Regions from separate parts of the Triticum aestivum genome. Here region 1 is linked to region 2. The links are chromatin contacts, called in public Hi-C maps. All regions are on one chromosome and are shown on one strand. Each heading gives the region's core, a stretch centred on a gene start, on an enhancer-like site or on the middle of the called end of the contact. The rest is flanking DNA. Distances are from core to core; before and after follow the strand shown.

Evidence for each region. Hi-C and Micro-C count contacts between places; a contact is called where the count stands out from the background.
Region 1: a contact with region 2 is called in a Hi-C map of leaf, with 6 times the contacts expected there. The contact joins the promoter of LOC123145312 here to the enhancer-like site in region 2. A contact is called at or near these places in 2 of 5 Hi-C or Micro-C datasets (both in leaf) and 1 of 1 datasets of contacts at active chromatin or transcription factors (leaf).

What each region holds. Positions count from the first base shown.
Region 1 is chr6D:392,949,305-392,954,733 of IWGSC CS RefSeq v2.1, forward strand. It overlaps LOC123145312 (fimbrin-4), which reads left to right and starts at 2,565. Exons shown (of 15, transcript XM_044564690.1): 1 at 2,565-2,723; 2 at 2,819-2,946; 3 at 3,071-3,241; 4 at 3,367-3,635; 5 at 3,744-3,915; 6 at 4,319-4,357; 7 at 4,460-4,528; 8 at 4,614-4,730; 9 at 5,045-5,256; 10 at 5,416-5,429. The coding sequence starts at 2,860.
Region 2 is chr6D:392,733,683-392,739,149 of IWGSC CS RefSeq v2.1, forward strand. It overlaps LOC123145308 (threonine--tRNA ligase, chloroplastic/mitochondrial 2), which reads left to right. Exons shown (of 18, transcript XM_044564686.1): 14 at 706-804; 15 at 929-995; 16 at 1,828-2,049; 17 at 2,142-2,266; 18 at 2,365-2,797. The coding sequence ends at 2,445. Among protein-coding and RNA genes, the nearest start is that of LOC123145308, 9.9 kb to the left of the region's middle. Within about 2 kb of position 1,314, at least 5 of the 8 cell types and tissues checked have an H3K27ac peak or open chromatin away from gene starts, as enhancers often do. A contact at or near this core is called in leaf, where this site is marked.

The DNA of each region.
Region 1 (5,429 bases), core at 1,315-3,814, 220 kb after region 2:
TACATAATTTTGACCGAAGGAAATCCGTTTTGCTAGATCGACCACGTAGCAGCGCCTCCTGATTTTCCCGCGGCGGTCGTGAACTGCACGCCCGGTCATGCGACTCGTGCTGCAAACTTCAGTTCGCCCAGTCCTTCCGGATAGACGCGTCCTTGTCCTTGGCAATGAATTCAGGCGAATATGAGGTCCTCCGGTGGCGGCGGATAAACACATCGGCGCCATACGCGTGCGCACCGGCCGATGGGTCACGCGTGTCCGCAGTGACGGGCGCGTGGGCGGTGGGAGGATGGACCGGCGGGCATGTGTCTGTACAGGTCCGCGCTGTTGGTGTGTTCCGGCGGGAATGGCACCAGGTAGCAACGCGCCAAGCCGAAGGCCGGTGACGTGCTTTGTATCTTCCTCTTATTTCGGAAGCGGCGGTGACGCTTTCGGCTCGCCGATAGTAACATGGCGAGAGGGCGCGTCGTGTACCGAACCGGATTGTCGGCCGCTCGTGCACGGGAACAACATGCACACTGGCACACTGCTACTCACCGTAACCACCCACTAATAAGAGTACAATTATCCTGATTTTACCCATTTTTCCGTATGTGGCAGCATGTAGGTTTAACGCTGCAAATGTCCAACAAAACAATTGTTCATTCAAAATGATTGTAAAGAATACACTAACCATTTTTTTTTTGAACAGCGGTAGGGGCTCAAAGGCTCAAGCTCCATTTCATATCAAATTTAATACTCCCTTCGCCCCGAATTATTTGTCGTAAAAATGAATGTATCTAGACGTATTTTTAAATCTAGATACATCAATTTCTATCTATTTATGGACAAGTAATTTAGTACGGAGGGAGTACAACACTGCATAGAGACCAAGTGGTCAGCTTGGTAAGCTATCAACAAAAATATCGCAAACACTGCATGGAGGACCTAAAAACAAACAATTTTTTACAAGATGGTTCTTCCTTTTTGCAAATAGGTCCCCAAACCATACAAGAGGACCATGGTCAAGTCCAGTCACATGTAGCAATCTCGTTGGAGACTCCATGGCCATCGTCTGCGACACAAGCCTGCCAATGACGAGCAAGGAGCCAAGGGCCTCACATGGAGGTTGAAGACGGCACACGAGAAGCAAATACCCTTGATGACCTACAACTTATGTGGCCGAGGTCGATGCAACGGGATGAAGGAAACGCTAGACCCACAAGGAAGCTTGCAATCCCTAAAGAACTCCAGCTCGGCGAAGACAGTAGTCAGATCGACCTCTCCTTGTTCGGCCGACACCATGCCGGCGAAGAAGAAGAAGAAGAAAGGATGACCCCGAATCTCTCCCCAAGCTTATTGAAAGTGCTTCTCCCAAAACCACCGCCTCTTGCCGTCATCCATCACGCAGGTGGGTCAAAGGAGGAGGAAGGCGAGCTCCATACACCGTTCGCTGGCAAGGGATCAAAGCACACCGACAACATGTCGCCAAACCACGACATAACGCCATAACTACTGGCCTAATATACATAAGGAAGACATGCACACCTCTCGGCAACCATCGATGTTGGACAAAGCGTTGGATCAGACCAGGAAGCTCTAGTTGAGTTCCAAAAAGGGGGTCAACGCAAGAGGGGGAAGGGTGAGGGAAAAGAAAGTGGGCTGCTCCCAAGAATACACTCACTAGAATATGTGCAAGTGAACAAACAAATGAATGGCTTACTAGAATCCGTATTTAAACTTCTTCAACTTTGATTGTAGATAGATGGAATTTTTTTGTAACATCATTATTACTCTCTTCCGAGTTTATTATGCCCCCTCACATTTTGAGTCAAAGTTTGACCCATACATTTGCGCAATAAAATATGAGATACATGTCAAAAAATATATAATTGGAAATTTCATTTGATTACAAATCTAACAATAGAATTTTTATGACATGTCTCGTATATTTTGCAAATCAATTCTACGGTCAAAGTTTAACCCAAAATATAAAGGGGCCTAATAAATCTGGATAGAGGTAGTATAACTGCAATGAATAATATATTTATGGTTTTCATTTTCTTTTATAATTTTGTACCAGCGTGTAGACATAAGCAGTAATCTTTTTGTCGGTAATAAAACTAATCCGCTAAAAACAACAAGCAAAATCACACAACCCCTTATGACATTTTTCAAGAGAAACTTTTGATCTATTCATAATCAATCATGGTAGTACAAAGAGCAACAAGGATAACAAAAGTTATAACCATATACATGTAAATCCTAAGCCGCCTTAATGCGAGGATTCAGCCGTCACACGTGTTAGAGAAACAGTTCTCCGAAGACTTTTTCCGGTTGTGAGCATGCGCAGCTAAGCACATCATCAATCTCTCTCCATCAAGAAAAAAAAATCAAACAAAAAAATCATCCTAGTATTTTTTTGGGTCAAATTTTTTGCTTCATTATTTATTGATCTCCATTTTGCTTGCTTGCCTGCTTTTACCCTTTCCATCCAGTGCCTTAACCCCGAGGAAAACCTAAAGCGAAGACACAATAAACTAACGAAACAAACAGACCCCACCCTTACCTCCTCTCCTCGTCTCCGCCACTTCCCCCTTCCCTCCCTCCCTCCCTCCCGCCCCCACCAAATCTGGGAGTTCCCGGACGCCATTGCCCACCTTTTCCCCCCAGCACAAGGAAAGCACGCCAGCGAGAGAAGGAACAGCAGAGGCTGCACGGCAGAATTACCGTGAGCAATTCGGAAGGTATCCTGATCTTCGTCCCCGCAACCCCTCCCCGCCGCCCCCCACCCGCGCGCGGACGATCTGTCCCTCCTCCCTGATCTGAAATCTCGCCGCAGCCGCGCCGGAGCCGGGTCGAATCGGGCCGTGGCGAGGGGAAATGTCCGGCTTCGTCGGGGTCGTCGTCTCCGACCCCTCCCTGCAGGGCCAGTTCACGCAGGTCGAGCTCCGATCGCTCAAGGCCAAGGTGACAACCCGAATCCACGGCTTCTTCTTTGCTTCTCTGCTCCAAAAACCACAATTATTGTCAGAAGGGTTTCCTCTGTCACCTCCGCTCCAACTCGAGGTTTCTGTGTCGTTGTGGGTTGCAGTTCGTGTCTCTGAAGAGGGACTCCGGCCATGTCACCACCAAGAACCTCCCGGGGCTGATGAAGAAGCTCAGGGGACTTCACGAAGTGGTCCCCGAGGAGGAGATCGCCGCTTTCTTGTCGGAGTCGTACCCCGACAGCGACCAGGAGATTGAGTTCGAGTCCTTCCTCCGGGTACATCTCGGCGATCCTCTGAGTTCCTGACTAGTAGTATTACTAGTATTACTGTGGAGGGGAAGAGCGTGTCATTGTCTTACAGATTCGGTTCGGATGGGGAATTTGGTGTGGTGTTTTTGCAGGAGTACCTGAATCTGCAAGCAAGGGTAAGCGCCAAGGAAGGAAGCGCCACTGCTGGCGGCGGCGGGGCTGGCGGCCGCAAGAACTCGTCGTCGTTCCTCAAATCCACCATCACTACGCTGCTGCACAATCTCAACCAGGCGGAGAAGTCTTCTTACGTGGCGCATATTAACACTTACCTTGGTGAAGACCCATTCTTGAAGAAGTACTTGCCAATCGACCCATCCGGCAACCAGCTATTCGATCTTATTAGGGATGGTGTGCTGCTCTGGTGAGAAGGCTTTCTAGCTAGCTACATGGCGCATGCCAATTTACTCTTTCAACAGAAACTGTCTGCTAGTTGTAGCTGATGTTAATTCGTTGATGGATCTTTTGTCAGTAAGTTGATCAATGTAGCTGTACCTGGGACCATTGATGAGAGAGCAATAAATAAGAAAAGAGTTCTTAACCCATGGGAGAGGAATGAAAACCACACACTGTGCCTCAACTCTGCAAAGGCCATTGGATGTACTGTTGTCAACATTGGCACCCAGGATTTAGTGGAAGGAAGGGTATGCCTTGTGTTCCCTACTTGTTATCCTTTCTTGTAGATCATGATAAATGTTGCAGCGCTCTAAATTATCCTTCTTCTTTTGCAATGAGATAAATCATTTATCTCCCTTTAATCTTTCATGTCCTGTATACTGATATATAATCTTTTTGATGAATTTGTAGGTAAATTTAGGTATAAATACTGTTCTCATTATTAACTGCTGACTGTCCTTATGCACTTTATCACTTACTAGTAGTTAGTACATCTCATATTTTTTTGTTGATTTTCATGTGTCAGTTGTTTTAAGCCACCTTACCCTAAAGGGAAAATGCTCCCAATTCCCATATTCAGTTCTATAAATTCCCTTAAAAAAAAAAAACCAAGTGGTGACTTACACATACTTCTATTGTTTTCTTTGGCAGCCTCATTTAGTTCTTGGATTGATATCTCAAATCATAAAGGTAAGTATTGAAATGAGATTCACATTTTTTATGCAATTCAATGGACACACTATGGTTGAACTCCTCCTTCATCAACTAAAGAGTTGTTTCACTTATTATCAGATTCAACTTTTGGCTGATCTTAATCTTAAGAAGACACCCCAGCTTGTGGAATTGTTTGATGACAGTAAGGTAAGTAGAAGTGTTTTACCTTTGTTTCAGCTCCCGGTGTACATCTTTGCTCAAAACAAAATCCATTTTATTGCATGTTGTACAGGATATAGATGAGGTGTTGAGCTTGTCACCAGAAAAGATGCTGCTTCGATGGATGAACCATCATCTGAAAAAGGCTGGCTACAAGAAAACTGTTAACAATTTCTCTTCGGATGTGAAGGTGCATATGACAGAACATGTCACAACACTTATAATCACTTAATTATATGCAATTTTGATACACCTGCAATGATACAAAAATCTGCCTGTTACACATTTGGTTGATCTTCTTGTTGAATTTGAGTTTTGTGGGCAACGCAACAGCTAGCTTTTCAACATTGTTTATCAAAACACTTTATGTTACTTTCTTCATTTTATGTAATACAGCGTACGTTATGTCGCTCTGTACTTGATCCATCATTATGTTGTTCTTTGTCATGCGTCTGTTCTTGCTCTGTTCAACTTCCGATGGTCACATAAGTTAATTATTTACAGGATGGTGAAGCCTATGCTTATCTTCTAAAGGCTCTTGCTCCAGAGACTTCCCCTGAAACCACACTGGAGACTAAGGATCCTGATGAAAGGGCAAAAATGGTACTTGAACAAGCAGAGAAGTTGGACTGCAAAAGATACCTTACACCAAAGGATATAACTGAGGGTTCTGCCAACTTGAATCTTGCATTTGTTGCACAAATATTCCAGCATCGGTAAGTGCCGACTTTCCTGCTCTTGAAAATGATCTAGAAATTTAAGATATGATCAAAGTCATACGAGCTATTTTAAATTGGAAGTTCCTTGGGTCGATTTTAACGATTTTTCCGTGCTGACCATTGATCACTTCAATGATATCATTCCATGATGCGCAGGAATGGTCTAACTA
Region 2 (5,467 bases), core at 64-2,563:
TCAATCAGCAATAAAACGTCCCAACTAACGCTCGTACAGTTGTACCAGCGCGTGCCGTGCCGCGAGCGGGAGGGCTTCTTCAGTCGTGACCATCACGTCGTCTCCACCACTCCCCTCCCCTGGTCTCCTCCTCCCTCCCACCACCACCACCCTCGCTCGCGCAGTGGAATTAAAACCTCCTTATCCTCTCTGGCGCGCTGCTGCCATTGCATTGCTAGCTGCCTGGATCCAACCGTCCCGTCCCTCACCCCTTGGCTCTCTCCCTCTGATCCGCGCGCTCTCTTTTTGGAGCCTTGCGCCGCGCCCCTTTCCCCCTGTCCGAATCCGCTTCGACGTTCCTCCTCTACCAGCGCGTTCTCTCCTTTTGGTGCCCCCCAGCGAGCTCTCGGTGCCCGTGCCGCCTCCATCCACCGTCCGCGCCTTTTTGCCACGCTCTCCTCTTTTTGTCTCCACCTTCTTGGCTAGCCGTTGAAGGGGCAGCCATTGTTGCGCGGCTGGTGAGGTGAGTTGAGGATGTCGTCGGCGGTGGAAGCCATCTCCTGCTCCAAGGTCGCCGACATGGCCGCGGCCGGGCCTGCGGAGGCCAAGGAGTGCGCGGCGGCGGTGGCGGAGCACGGCAACGGCAACGGCGGGGCCGGGGACGCCGCGGCGACGAACGGGAAGAAGTGCGGCGGCGACGTCGCGGCGGCGCCGCATTGCGGCAAGGGCGAGCTGGAGGAGGAAGACGAGGACGGCGAGAAGGTCCCCGAGCACATCGACCTCGGCCCCATCCTCAGCATCAAGGACCAGCTCGAGAAGGACAAGGTAATATGTCAGCATGCGCCGCATTCTCGCACCATCGCGCGCCTGAATTCTTCTTCTAGCTGCCTGCCGCCGACCGATGGATGGATCGATTGATGCGTCTCCTTTCTCCGTGACATTGTTACAGGACGACGAGAGCCTGAGGAGGTGGAAGGAGCAGCTGCTCGGCAGCGTGGATTTGAACTCCGTGGGAGGTAAACAACTTCTTCAACCATGCAACAACTTCTCGGCCGGCCAAATCGATAATTGCTTGCGTTCAATTGTCTCGTCCTCGTGAATCCTGCGTGATGGCGGGCACCACCACCACCAGTACGTGTACGTAGGACACCAGCACTTGCGCAGTTTGGCATGTGAGCACCGCCGTGTTCCGTCGTCAACACGCACGGCCCCGTGAAACCACCCGTTGCTTTCCGTGCTTAATTATAGAGCGTTTTTACGACTCCGTCTGTGCACCGGCCGGCCGGCCAGTACTCAACAGGAGAACTGGAGCGGAGAAAATTTTAAAAGGTGGTGGGCTCCGTTGGCTAGGTCGTCCGGCCTTGTCCTTCCGTGCTAATCATTTCGTAGGAAAAAAACAGACACATGGAGCCCCCGTTTTCTCGAATGCACTGGTCTGGTCGGTCCCCGTACGTTGCCGTGCATGGTTGAACTATTGTGCCTTCGCCATTGACGGATATGCATTCAGAATTTTCAGACTTCGGATTCAGGGTAGTAGTACTGATATATGAGTAGTGCCTTGTTGCTATCCTGAAAGTGATGTATCCCGGGAATAATGCATGATTTGTCGTGGTGATAGCTAAGTCTTTGCGACTTTTGGTCCGATTATGCCCAGCACGTCTTGCAGGGCATAATTGAGGGAAGGCAACCTTATTTTTGTCTAACAGCATAAACCGTTAAGAACGTTCATGTTTTAGGAAGGCATTTCTTCCATCAGAATTTAGAATTCAAAACGATCCGTTATTTGATTGGCGTCACATTTTGATGTGAGATTCGAATGCACGGTGATTGATTGACTGATTGGTGCAGAGACGCTGGAGCCGGACGTGAAGATTATGAGCCTGTCCATCCAGTCCCCCGGGCGGCCGGACATCTTCCTGCCGCTGCCGGTGGAGCCCAGCAGCGGCAAGGGGGTGTGGTTCACCCTCAAGGAAGGCTCCCCGTACAAGCTCAAGTTCACCTTCTCCGTCAGCAACAACATCGTCTCCGGCCTCCGCTACACCAACACCGTCTGGAAGACCGGCATCAAAGGTGCAGTAGGGAAAGCCAAACCAATGAAACCGATCGACGAGTTAACGAATTGTGTGCTGGGTTGCTCATACTGTGATGGTTTGCTGGTGTAGTTGACAGCACAAAGGAGATGCTGGGCACGTTCAGCCCGCAGCCGGAGCCGTACGCGTACGTGACGCCGGAGGAGACCACGCCGTCCGGGATGTTCGCCCGGGGATCCTACTCTGCCAAGACCAAGGTAACTAAACGACGAAACTAATTGTTCAGAGATGCGCATGCTAACTGCTTCAGGATTCAGAGGTCTGACGGTTGAACGTTTCTCTTGATCTTTGGCAGTTCCTGGACGACGACCGGAAGTGCTACCTGCAGATCAATTACACCTTCGACATACGCCGGGAGTGGCCGTCGTCAGGCTGAGTCCGACCTGTGTGGCCGCCGTGTAGAAGTGATACGTGCCTGCCTGCCTGCCTGCCTGGGTTACTACTGTTGCCGTTGAAGCAGATCGGTCTTTGTTTCGCTTGCGTTTTACTACCTGTTTTTCGTGGTTGCCCTTAGGGCTCTTGTTTCCTGTGGTGCGTCCGTGCGTGTAAATTGGTTCGGTTTATGTGTAATGCCAGTGCGTCCCCGTGTCTGTGTGTGTGAGAGAGCGCTTTGCCAGGGTCTGTTTTGAAGAACGAGCTGTAATGTTGAGTTCATGTAATGCACCGGAGCAATGCAGCTGCACGCACTTCGTGTAATGCTCGAGAAAGAAAGGATTATTTGCCACTCACTTTCTCAAGGTTGGAATTCATCTTCTGACCAGCGGCTTTTGTTTGTCATGTGTAAGTGGGATTGTTTTGGCTTCGGACTTAGTGGAGTAAGTTGCTAATTGCCTAACTTCCACATGGACATGGTGGTGCAAACACCGGGGACCGGCCGGTTTGTGTGCCCGACGGATGCAGTGAACCAAGAGCAACATTATACTGGCCGAGAAATCACCTACAGCTGAATCGATGGCGCGTCGGGTGTGCTCGCCCATTGGCGCACACATGGATCGATGGCTCCACGAGCCTACTACGATTTCTGCTCTCTATCGCCTCTCTTTTTCACTAAGAGCGGTTTGAAAAATGTTCACAAAGTAGAAAATTTGTTGGCGAAATTAAAAATTGTTCATGAATTTGAAAAAGGGGTCACAAAATAATAAATAAAATCATGATTTTTTAAAAGTTTGTAATGTTCAAAAACAATTGGGTTCGAATCAATGTTCATGAATTTACAAAATGTTTGTGACATCCAAAAAATGTTCATGAATTGAAAAAATGTTCACGGAATTAAATAATGTTGCCGGATTCAAGAAAATGTTCACAGAATCAAAACTTGTTCATAAATCTGAAAAATATTCCCGAATACGAAATACATCTAGGGAATTAAAACATTATTGTGAATTCAAAAAAAATTGTGAATATGAAAATTGTTCATGAATTTGGAATTATTTTTCTGGATTCAAGAACATGTTCGTGAATTCAAAATTTAATTTTGAAGTCATAAATTAAAAATTAATTCAGGAATAAGATTAATATTCATGAATTCAGAAAACTATTCGCAAATTCAAAAATTATTTAGGAATTTAAAAAATGGTCATATAAATACAAATAATGAAAAAACCAGAAGGAAACCAAAATAAGCTATGGAGAACACAAAAAGAAAAACAAATAGAAAAAAACCAGTGAAGCACAAAGAAAAATTGAAAATAGAAGAAAACCGGAAACAACAAATGGAAAAAAGAAGAAGCCCATAAACATAAAGAAAAACGAAAAACCGGTGAAAACACAAAGAACAAACGAATAAAATACCGGAAAAAACCAGTGTGAAAACACATGGAAGCTTCCCAATATAAGCCTAGAAGGTTCCAAAATTGTTCCTGCATAGAACAAACGCTTCACACTTCCCAAATTCAAAAATTATTCAGGAATTAGAAAAAGTTCATGAAAAAATGTTCGCTCATATCATACCCTACGTAACAAGCGAGTGCTATGATACGTATCACTATAAGATATACATATCATTTGTGATTGTTATATCTCGCTTGCTGCAACACCACTGTTGCAGCACTCGCCTACCCGCTCTTTTGAGTGGGCCGGCCGAACAGGGGTTGGTTGCGAGCGGTTTTTGGCGCACTGGTTTTTAGAACCTTTAGTTTGGATCTGCGATGATTTTGATGGTTTCTTTTTCTTTTTCTCTTTTCTTTGTGTTTTCCTTAAATCATTTTTTCATCTTTTTTTCTTTTTTCACCCTTTTGTCTATCCTTTTCAAATTCATGAATTGATTTAATCCTCTCAGTTTTAGTGTACGACCATTCTGATACATGTCACGGACACTTTTTAAAAATTGCAGGAAGAAATTATATATTTTCATGAACATTTTTCCAAATGGCACAAGCAATTTAATATATGTAGTATGAATGTTTTATAAAAAATCATCAACTGAAATTTTTAAAATTTACGAGCATTTTCAAAAATATGAACATATTTTTAAACATGTAATGTTTTTACAAATGCCATGACTTTTCTTTGAAAGGAATGAAGACTTTTAGAAATCGTGCGAACATTTTTTACATTTTCATTTTTTCGTAAATATCATGAAAATATTTTAGACATGTGAACATTTTTCAAATGTCTGGATTTATTTAATGAATTGTACACACATTGTTTTAAAACCGCTCGAGTAAAATTTTAGGTTCCAAGAACCATTTTTTTATGGATCGGTAAACATTTTCTTAATACTCAATAAACATTTATTTTACATGATAATTTTTTTCTTAATAGGCGATGGGCATTTTCACATAAAATTAGTGAGATAAGCAAATATGTATGATGCAAATTTTTTAGAAAAAATAAGTGTTGTAGTGATGACTCTAATCCTAGTTGAGGTCCCACCTCCTATTCTACATGGCTTGCCATGCGAACAGTCAAGATCAGTTAAAGTAGTCGACAATAGTCGAAGCTATCCCTCATAGGTCAAGCAAGGTTTAATGGTTAACAAGTCAACATAACAAGACCATGTAAAAGAATAAGCCTAAGATAAATGGTAAAGAGCAAAGAGGCCCGAGACCAAGCAGGGAAGCCCCCAAATAGTGTAGGGATTCTTCCCTTACTGGGGCACAACCCACCTCCTAACCCAACCAGGGGCATATGGGCATATGGGTCAATAATAGAAAATTACCTAGTTCTAACCACCCCTAAAAAAACCTAGTTCTACCCTCACACCAGCTTATGTCAAGGGTAACATTGGTCATTTGTCAAGGACGCCTGGTCTATATACCCCCCTCCCGGCATGTAAATCACTCACTCACACTTGAATAAACTCAAGAGGCGGGTCATTATCCCCTAAAAAAACTCAAGAGGAGGGTCACTCTTCCCTGCTACCTCTCTCAAAAGAGCTGGGAAAGTTGAGATTTAGA